2 separate regions of the Muntiacus reevesi genome follow, and region 2 is linked to region 1. A link is a contact called in public Hi-C data. All regions are on one chromosome and are shown on one strand. Each heading gives the region's core, a stretch centred on a gene start, on an enhancer-like site or on the middle of the called end of the contact. The rest is flanking DNA. Distances are from core to core; before and after follow the strand shown.

Region 1 (4,707 bases), core at 70-2,569:
CATACTTACCAGCCCCATACTTTGTCCACTCTTGAACCAATGTCACTTTTCAGGTTGACTGCCAGTCAGCTCCAAAAGTTTACACATGCTTTTACTGTTTTGCATTTTATAAAGTACAGTAAATACTTTTCATTACTTTAAAAATTCGAGGTACCTCAAAAAAGTCTATAAAGCAATATTAAGTTTTGACTCCAAAATATTCTTAAAACCAACCCCCTTTACCCCTCAAAAATGAACACAAAATTAAGAATTCCAACTTCATAAACTCACAAGAAGTGGTAATTCTGCAAAGTTAATTGTTTTCTACAAAGTCACAGGCAACTTAGGGCACCTTTTGGGACTCAAAATATTCTCTGACTGGTCATCTACTCATTTGACTACTTTTATTTTTATATATCTATTTCTTTGACTTTTTGGTCTCATGTAAGACCTTGGAATAAAATTATAATTGTGCTCTTCACTTTGGTTGAAATTACTGTAACCCATCTCCTCAAATTCTTTATCTTCTAAGCTACAAATGAAAGCACACATTTACAAAACATCACTCAGACTGCTAACTAAACGCTAAAATACAGACACACACACAAAATCTTTTCAAACATCTACAAACATCGCTATTGAATTTTTCTTAGGAGTATCTGAGTTATAATAGTTAACAGAGAAATTTCTCTAGGAGAGTCTTACCTTCAAGCTGAATAGTAATCCGAAAGTTCTAGGTTTGCAGGAAGTTATTTCCCTCAAAGCATTAAAGATGATCTTAGCAAGACAGTAACGCATCTTGTCAGGACACTAAGCGACCTTTAGCCCCTCCCATCAACCGACTGCTGCCTAATAGAAGGAAGGATTTAATTTCCGGCAAAATTTTCTCCTCAGAGCTGAGAATCTGCGAAATTCGGCTTTTTGAGGGGGAAGAAAGAGGAAAGGACCAAAAGGACTCCAGGGGAAAAGGAGGGGAAAGTGGTACAAGACAAAGTCGTCGAGGCAGAGACGAGCGAGACCTGGGTTGGGACTGACTCGGGGTCTGGAGTGAAGGTTCCTCTGAGACATTCACTGGGCCCCCGAGTTCAGGCGGGCGACAACTCGAAGACCCTCCCCTCACAGCTTGCTCCGCCACTAACTACGCCCGGAGGACCTGTGACCTCCAAAACGGGTATGCTAGGCGATTCCCCACACAACTTCGGCTAGAGACTCGCGCTTTTGATTGGTTCTTGGAGACATCTCTCACCGTGGCTCGACCAATGGAGGGCCAGACCGCTCCGCCCCTTCCCCGCCCCCCCAAGGAGAGCCCGCCCCTGCCCCGCGCCCGGGAGCCGAGGAGAGTAAATACAACAGGAGCGCAAAATGGCGGAACCGCCGAGCCTAATGCAAGGCGCCCCCGCTGCCGTCTCGGAGAAAGAATCGTTTGGCAAACTGCAAGCCCCACCCCGGGACCCGCCAGGTCCTCTGTCCGCCAAGAAGATCCGGACTGAGGAGAAGAAGGCGCCGCGTAGACTGAACGGAGAAGGAGCCAGCAGCGGTAACAGCAGGCAGCTGCAGTCTCCCGCCGCACCTTCGTCTCAGAGCTATGGCAGCCCTGGGTCTTGGAGCTTTGCCGCTCTGTCCGCTGCCCCCTCCCCGTCGTCTGCTCGGAGCAATTTCTCTTTCTCCGCTGGCACGGCCGTCCCCTCCTCTGTTTCTGCTTCCTCCCCTCAGCCGGTGCCGCGCAAACTGCTGGTGCCTCCTACGCTGCTGCACGCTCAGCCTCACCATCTCCTGCTGCCCGCCGCCGCCGCCTCGGCCAGCGCCAAGCCGCGCAGACCCAAGGAGAAGCGAGAGAAGGAAAGAAGGAGGCACGGTCTCGGCGGGGCGGGCGAAGCTGGCGGGGCCTCCCGCGAGGAGAACGGGGAGATGAAGCCGCTGCCGCGAGGTGGGTGCCGAAGCCGCAGGGGGAGGGGAGGGCGCCCGGGGTCCCAGGCACAAGCTCGCGCCCGCGGGCCGCGGGCTGGGGGCGTGCGGGGGCCGCGTGCGCCGGCCCGGAGCGGGCGGGAGGCTTCCCGTTCACTGCAGGCGATTTTGCGGTCCCCGTGGGGACAGGAAATGGAGCCTGTAATTTCGGTCGCAGAGTGGGGAATGGCCGAAACTCATTTTCTGTATCGTTTCTGCCTCCTAGTTAATGCGCGGCAGGGTTTGTAGAATTCGATCTAGAGGACCCGCCTGGGTGTGTTTGGCAATGGAGGGAGATTTGAGGGAACGGGATCGGGAAAGGTTTGGTCTTGTAAAAGATGTGCTTGATTATCAGACCGTTTAGACGTGGTCACGAATTTATATTTGTGACACTGGCTCCAACGCCAGAAAATCCTATCAAGAAAAGGGGTGTGGACAGCATTGGCGTCAGCTGGAAGCTACCAGAGGCCTGAGCTTTTCATCCCTATTAGGGAAGTGAGGTAGTGTGCAGGGCCCGGAGTGTGCTGTTTCATAAGGTACCCTCCCTCCACACTCCTCTCCCTTAAGTATTTTGAGTGGTCCTGTTTGAAATACCACCCTTCAAAAAGAATTTTCAGCCATATATATTTTTTTTTCTTTCTTGCAGCAAATGATAAAATCAGGAACATTGACTTTTTTTTTGGCCTGACCAAATACTTGGCTGCAGAATGTTTTAGCATCAGAGTATGGCAAATTCTTTACTCTTTATTTTTTTAAATTTATTTTTAACTGGAGGATGATTGCTTTACACTCTTGTGAGAAAGGCAAATTCTTAAGCACTCTTTGCAGATAGGACTACACGGTCTTCTTTTTAAAATGTAGGCTAAGCATATATAATTTTCAGAAAGTATTTTTGTAAAATAGGTAGCCCTATTTAGCCATTTCATGCACAATGTTTTGAGAGTGATACACGTGGAGACTGGTTGAAAATTAGATTTTTATGTGATCAAAAGCTGAAAGCACGTAATGATCTTTATTATAAATGTACATTGATACAGGATGTTGTCACAGTATGTTTTAGGAAAAAATGAAATGTCAAGCAGTTTTAGCATTACTGATCTACTGGTACCTTAGATCGTGAAAAATTATGTATTTTTTCGCAGTTTTAAAAAATGCTGCACATGAGTGTGTAACAACAGCGTTACTTCGATGGTCTGCCTGTAGCAATTTTTGATATCTAAGCATAGCCATCAGGTACTCTGGCACAAGGTAAAGGATCTCACTGCTTTGGAGAGTGTTGTTTCTAGAAAAGTGGTTTTGAGGATGGGATTTATGCTACGTTTAGCCTGAGATTTCAGGTGATTTTTGTTTTAAAGCAATTTTGTTCAAATAATTACATTTAAAAGTTGAAAGTGCCTAGAAGTCCGCATTTACAGCTCAATATTAGTCTTACTTGTGATGTGTAAACGGTGTATTTGCACTTCTAAGTTCTTTGAGGAAGTGAATATGGATATAGCTTTGTCAGTGTATTGGAATGGCTGAAAATAAATAGGCATTCTTTAACAATTCTAACTCAAAAAATGGAGCACATAAGTCACTTTTAAAGTGAAATGGCAAAAAAAATAAAAAGTGAAATGGCTGTTAAAGAAAAAGTTTTCTAATTTTAAATTGCATGTAGAGTCCTCTGTTTGAAGGCAACAGCTTACATTATTAAGCCTGAGTGTAAGTAATGATAGCTTTTATATTAACATGTTTTTCCATGATTGATAGGTTTTGTGAGTAGTGACTAGATAGTAACGCTGTGGTAAAATTTTCTTCTCTTTCTTGAATGGAAATGCTACTTTTATAGAGAAAAAACTAAAAGTCAGTGAGGAGGACTGCTTGCAGTGTCTTGATGGTAAATTTCATGGTGAAAATCTGATCGAGCCCCCAAACTCCATTAAACAATTAAGCGCCTGTATTTATTAGTAGAATTTTTTTAAATAAGTTTTCAGTCAGAACTGCTGCATTTTTACATTGGCTACCTTTCCAGCAGAAGTTATTTGGATTAAATGAAAGTGTGTATGTGAAAAGTAGGGCATTTAGTGAATGTTGCTTGAGTCAGAAGCATGATTTTTTTTTTAAACCCCTTATAAAAGATGGGTCAGTCCAGATTGAGGACAGATCCGTTGACTGCATATCTGAAAGTTAAAAGTGATGGACAGGGGGATTATAAAAACTTAGCAGTCTAGGTTCATTAAGTATAAGGACTGATGCCTTACACACCTAAAGCCTCTGAGGCCATCTTGTCATAGTGCTGGAGCTGACTTGCATGATAACCTGAGTCATCAAGTAAAAGTTAAAGTTCTTTCTTATAAAAAGAAAAAGTGGAAAATATCTTAGATTTTTAAAACTATGAATAACCAAGTTCTGCTGTATAAAGAGGTAATCTACTAAAGAGTTCACACCCCATTTTCCTGTAAGAATGAATTATTAACTGTTAAGTGTAGAAGATAAAGGTAAATATTTGCTGGTGTCCACTATTTAACTTATAGCAAAAAATAGAACAGACACATTACTAGATAGTAAGCTGCCTTAACTGCATCCAGTAACCAATAAAACTTGTATCGATTTTCTGATTTTTGTTAGCATTTTTGTTTTGCCTTTATTAACTTACTTCCTTAGAATGACCCTGCAAAGGATCCCAAGACAAAACCGGGGCATTTCACTAATTTTTTGCCTTGAAAGTGTAGTTACAGAATTTAATGAAAATAGAGGCTTTCCTTAGAATTGAATAATTAGGTATATGTAAATATCAGTGATTTT
Region 2 (4,696 bases), core at 14-2,513, 140 kb before region 1:
TGAGTTCTAGCTTGGGCTCCGCTACGAATATACTGGGGGACCATGAGCAAACACTTTCATTGTAAAATGGTGAATGAGACTAGGACAGACTTCTTTGATTACTAGAAGACTTACAAAGATGCATTCTATGGTGAAAATTATTATTTTTCAATTATTACTTATATAATTTATATAATAAAATTATTATTATTCAGTTCTGAGTTGCTCCGAATCTAAAGGCAAGAAGACAAATTCTCTCCAATTCAGCAAACATGTGTGGTATGTATTAGGACACACTGTGAATCTCAGGCGCTCATTCACCAGGTTTTAGACTGATTTTCAAAAAAGCAAAAAAGTCCTCTCACTGAAGAAGCGCTTCGTTTCTCTCGGCCGTAGCCATTGCCCAAAGTGCCAAGATCTAATTGCCGTCAACATTAAGATGAAGACGTACCTGCTGCGAACGTGAAGACACTACAGTTCCCAGCATGCCTCTCTTCCCACCGCCGCCCTCTCCCGCCCCTACTCCTGGACTCTTGCCGGCCGGGACTTGCAGTCCCAGCCCACGGCTGGCGAAGGCGCGAAAGCAGTTTAGAAATGTGCTTTTTCCACAAAAAGGCGGTGAGACCGCAGTTTCCAACTCAAGTCCTACTCCAACTGACTAGGGTCTGCCCGGCGGAGTCGAATTCCCTCCAACCACCTCTCTTAAGACCTGCAATCTGCTGTGGCGGAACCACGCCCCGGAAATGAGGTCAAGTCTCCCAGCTGAGGGCTGAAGCGCCTTCCAGCCACTCCTAGCCGGGCTAGAACCGGCGGGGCGGGCTTGGGGGCGTGGCAAGCGGGCGCGGCTCAGCTCGGCGTAGCCCCGGGGATCTAGCCGCGGCGCGGGGCCGCGCGTCTGGGTGGCGGCGGGGGCGCGCCCGTGGAGAGTGGCGGCTGCGGTTGCTAGTCGGGAGGGAGGGAAGGAGGAACCGGGAAGGGGTTGGGGGGGCAGGGCGATCGGAGAGCCGTGTTCCTAAGGCGGTGGCTGCGTCTCCGACGGAGCAGGAGCAGGGCGGGGAAGGAGGATGGAGCAAGCTGGGGGTTGGGGTTGGCGCTAGCCGCTGCGGCTCGGCTACTACTGTGGGAGAGTGGCTGCTCCTGGAAGTTGTAGGGTCGGGAGCCGGGCTGGTGCCGCCGGTGCGGCCGCTGCCTTGGGCGGTAGGGAGGAGCAGGGAGCGTCAGGGGTCGGGAAAGACGGGACGGGTAGGGGGGGCGAGCTGGGGAAGACTGAGCGGGCTCTGCGCCGGGCGGGCGGGCGGCGGGGGGGCCAGCGACCGCAGCCGGGGGGACGCGGGAGGATGGAGCAAGTGGAGATCCTGAGGAAATTCATCCAGAGGGTCCAGGCCATGAAGAGTCCGGACCACAATGGGGAGGACAACTTCGCCCGGGACTTCATGGTGAGTCCCTCCCCTTGCTGTTGCCTCCTCTCACCGGCATCCGAGCCTACTGCCGCCTCGCCCGCCCGGCCCAGCCGCCAGCGCTTTGTGTGCGGCTGTAAGGAGACGGGCGGAGGGGGCGCGCGCCAACCCCAAGGGCCGGGGTGGATTCGGAGGCTGGGAGGTGAGATCGCCCCTCGTCCTCCTTTCCTCTCGTCCTGCGACCGCGGCCCCTTCCACCCGCGTCTTGGACGCGAAGAGAGAGGCCGCTGGCCAAGCCCGCACTCAGCGCCGCCGCCCGCGACCACCTATTGTTTCTCGGGCTGGGAGCGGGAGGCGAATGAGGTGCAGGCCGGTGGGCTCTTCTCATCTCCCCATCCAGTCTGCTCCTCCTGGGAGGGTCGAGGCAGGAAGGAGAGCGGATAGCGCCGGACTGAGGAACGGGGCTGTTAAGGTTGCATTTAACTCGTGGGGTCCCTTTGCTCAAGCTGGTCTCAAAAGAGGGCAAGGTAGGACTTTTTGCTCTTTCTGGGTTCGCAGTATTATCTCCAATGCAAGAGAAAGGATAGTCCATAGGAAATCTCGTGGTATGTTCGATTTCCATTTACTGCCGTCCTGTCTCTTGTCTCTTGAGACCCAGGTTTTAGATGGTGTAGGGGGTCAACGTGATTTGAGGTTGAGGGATAAGTGTGTGTAGAGGCAGGGCGTGGGGGTGGAGGGTGCGTGGTTATCCTGAAGGAAGCCTACTTCAGACTCCCTAGGGGATACTGCCGAAGGCGGAGGGGATGTGACTATCACTTCCTATCCGGGGTGGGGGTGGGGAACTTGGGAACAATAGTCCTGGTGGGGCGGAGGCGACTGTACGGGCTGAAGCCCTGAACTGGGAGATAACCTTAGTAGTCTCCCCACCCCCCTTTCCGACATCCCCCTCCCCCTTCCGCCCTTTGCTTGTACTGGCGGGCTGGAGAGGAGGTTAAAAGTCTTGGTCGTGGAATTGCTCTCGAGCCATCACTACGAGGGGGTCAGAGCCGAAGGCGTGGGACCAGAAGTCGACTTCCTCCGTTGCCACCCCCCCTCCTTTATTTTTCTGCTGGACAATGTTCCCTTTAGGGTTGTTTCTCGGCTTAGGAGGCGGTGGTTGCGGCGCTGCTCCTACGGATATTGCGCAAGACTGGGGCGTTGGAAACCCTGGAGGTCTGGGGAATGGAAAAGGAAGTGGGACTTTGGGAAGTGGTTGCTCCTTAGTCTTGGCGGTGTTTGGAAATGGGAAATAAGCTAGGGAAAATTTTGCTTCTGGGCATAATTCATCTTCTGGAGTAGTCACCTAACTCTGAAATTCTGGATTGTGAAAAGGATACACAGTTAATGTGTATAAAAATGAGTCGCAAACATTGGTAGTTTTTGTTTCAAAGTACAGTTTAATTGTTTACAAGGTGCAGGTGAAATGACTTTTCGCACTGAAATACGAAATACTTTTCACATTTTAAAGAGACTTCAGTCTAGTAAAACTTTAGCGTTAAAATTCTTAACCCTTAACTTCACTCAGTGTCATAACAGTATAGTTGAGCTTTGTGATTCTCGCCTCCCTAAACCAATAATAGGAGTTTGGTTTTGTTAGTATCTTTTGAAAGTGTAAAAAATGTTGATTAAATAATTTATGGCTTATTTTAAACATTTCCTCCTGATACTTAGCCCATGTATTTTTTCCCCCCCAAATTACCCTTTTGTCTGAAAAAGTTAAAGAAGACGTTTCCTTCTTCCTATTGGGAATTTTGAATGTGTTAAGTATCTTTGAAATGATATCACAGTAATTGGACAGAGTCCCCCTTTTATTACTTTCTAGCAAACATAAAAGAAAATACATACTTAGATTTAAAATGTTTAAAACTAGTTTTATAAAGTCTTACTTTGGTTGTGGAAGGAGAGGTGTGTGACCCCTGTCCACTTGGCATGTCGGTCCTCTTGTTCTCTATGGGCACATCCTGTCGGGAAAGGGCATTGTTTGGTGATGCAGGCCGTCAGGACAAGTGCCCAGTCTCTGAACTCCTGTACAGGGGAAGTAGCCTTCGGGTTCATGCTTTGGGGATGAGTCAGGGATTCCTATTGGAGATTTCATTTCTCCAGGACTAAATGAGTTTCCTTTTTCTTCCCTAATACCTAGGGATAGCTAGGTGATTCTGCATTTAAGATTTGATGACTAAGGCTGTTCTTTTCTAGTGCTTGCTTTTTTTATTCTGTGAATTGATAAGCAATAGCTATAATTAAGTCTGCTAGTTGATGCCTCTTTTTCTCTTGACTAGAAAGCTGGAGGAAAACTTTGTCCCTTCTGCCACAAAAAGAAAATATATAGGCTAATAGAGTCTTCTAATAATAAGCTCTTCTGTTATTCTTAAATTCTGACATGGGTTAAAAATGCATTTTTAAATTTTTAGCATTTGAGAACTGAGCCTAAGGGATAATCGAGCTGTTATAACCCTATTCAGTTATAAAGTGATAATGTTCATTGTTTCAAATTTGGAAATTCTAGAACAGTAATTAATTAAGAATGCCTTACTTTTAGGCAAGTGGAATAGGCATTCATACTGTGGTCTCTGCATTATTCTGTTCAGTCTTCTTATAGTCCCATCACCCAGAGGCTATCTTTGTTAATGTCTTTATTGCTTCTCTGTGACCATACTACATGTGCCATTTAATATTCTTAGGGTTTTTTCCAACTTAATATTTAGGTGTTTTTCCTTTGTAAAAATAATTTTAGGTGGCTATGCAATATTTCACCTAGCCACTGTCATATAGCTTAATCATTTTCTTATAGTTGAAAGTTTAGGCCGCTGATTTTCTGCTATTATGTGTCATAATTCTGTGGAGAACTTGAGCATAGAATTTCTTTATTTTGAATTATTGCATATCTTCCAGTGGTGTTGGAAGTACTAGATAAAAGGATATAAATATCTGATATATGTAAATGCATAACTTTTTGAAGTTGTATCACTTTTTACAACTAACAGTAACATATGAGTGTTCATATAATAATCTTGGATCTTTGATAATTCGAGGTTGAAAAATAGTATGTTGTTTTAATTTGAATATCTCGATGACTAGTAAAGGTAGAGACTTTTCTGCCTGTCGTTATTCTGTGAGTTATCTATTCCTGGCATTGAACTTTTCTGTGCCCCATCCTGTGAAAGAGGAGAATACTAAGGTATTGAGATGGTGTAAACTACAGCACCAAAATGATTTCAAGTTGATGGTTAAACCGATAATCTGTGTCAGATCCAGAACTTGATCACAACTATCTCAACTTG

The links. A called contact is a pair of places that touch in the nucleus more often than the background predicts.
Region 2: a Hi-C map of muscle shows a contact between it and region 1, with 5 times the contacts expected there. The contact joins the promoter of PTPN12 here to the promoter of RSBN1L in region 1. A contact is called at or near these places in 2 of 3 Hi-C or Micro-C datasets (blood and muscle).

Annotation. Positions count from the first base shown.
Region 1 is chr6:41,258,236-41,262,942 of mMunRee1.1, reverse strand. RSBN1L (round spermatid basic protein 1 like) reads left to right here and starts at 1,319. Exons shown (of 8, transcript XM_065938959.1): 1 at 1,319-1,906. The coding sequence starts at 1,342.
Region 2 is chr6:41,394,132-41,398,827 of mMunRee1.1, reverse strand. PTPN12 (protein tyrosine phosphatase non-receptor type 12) reads left to right here and starts at 1,263. Exons shown (of 18, transcript XM_065938595.1): 1 at 1,263-1,415. The coding sequence starts at 1,317.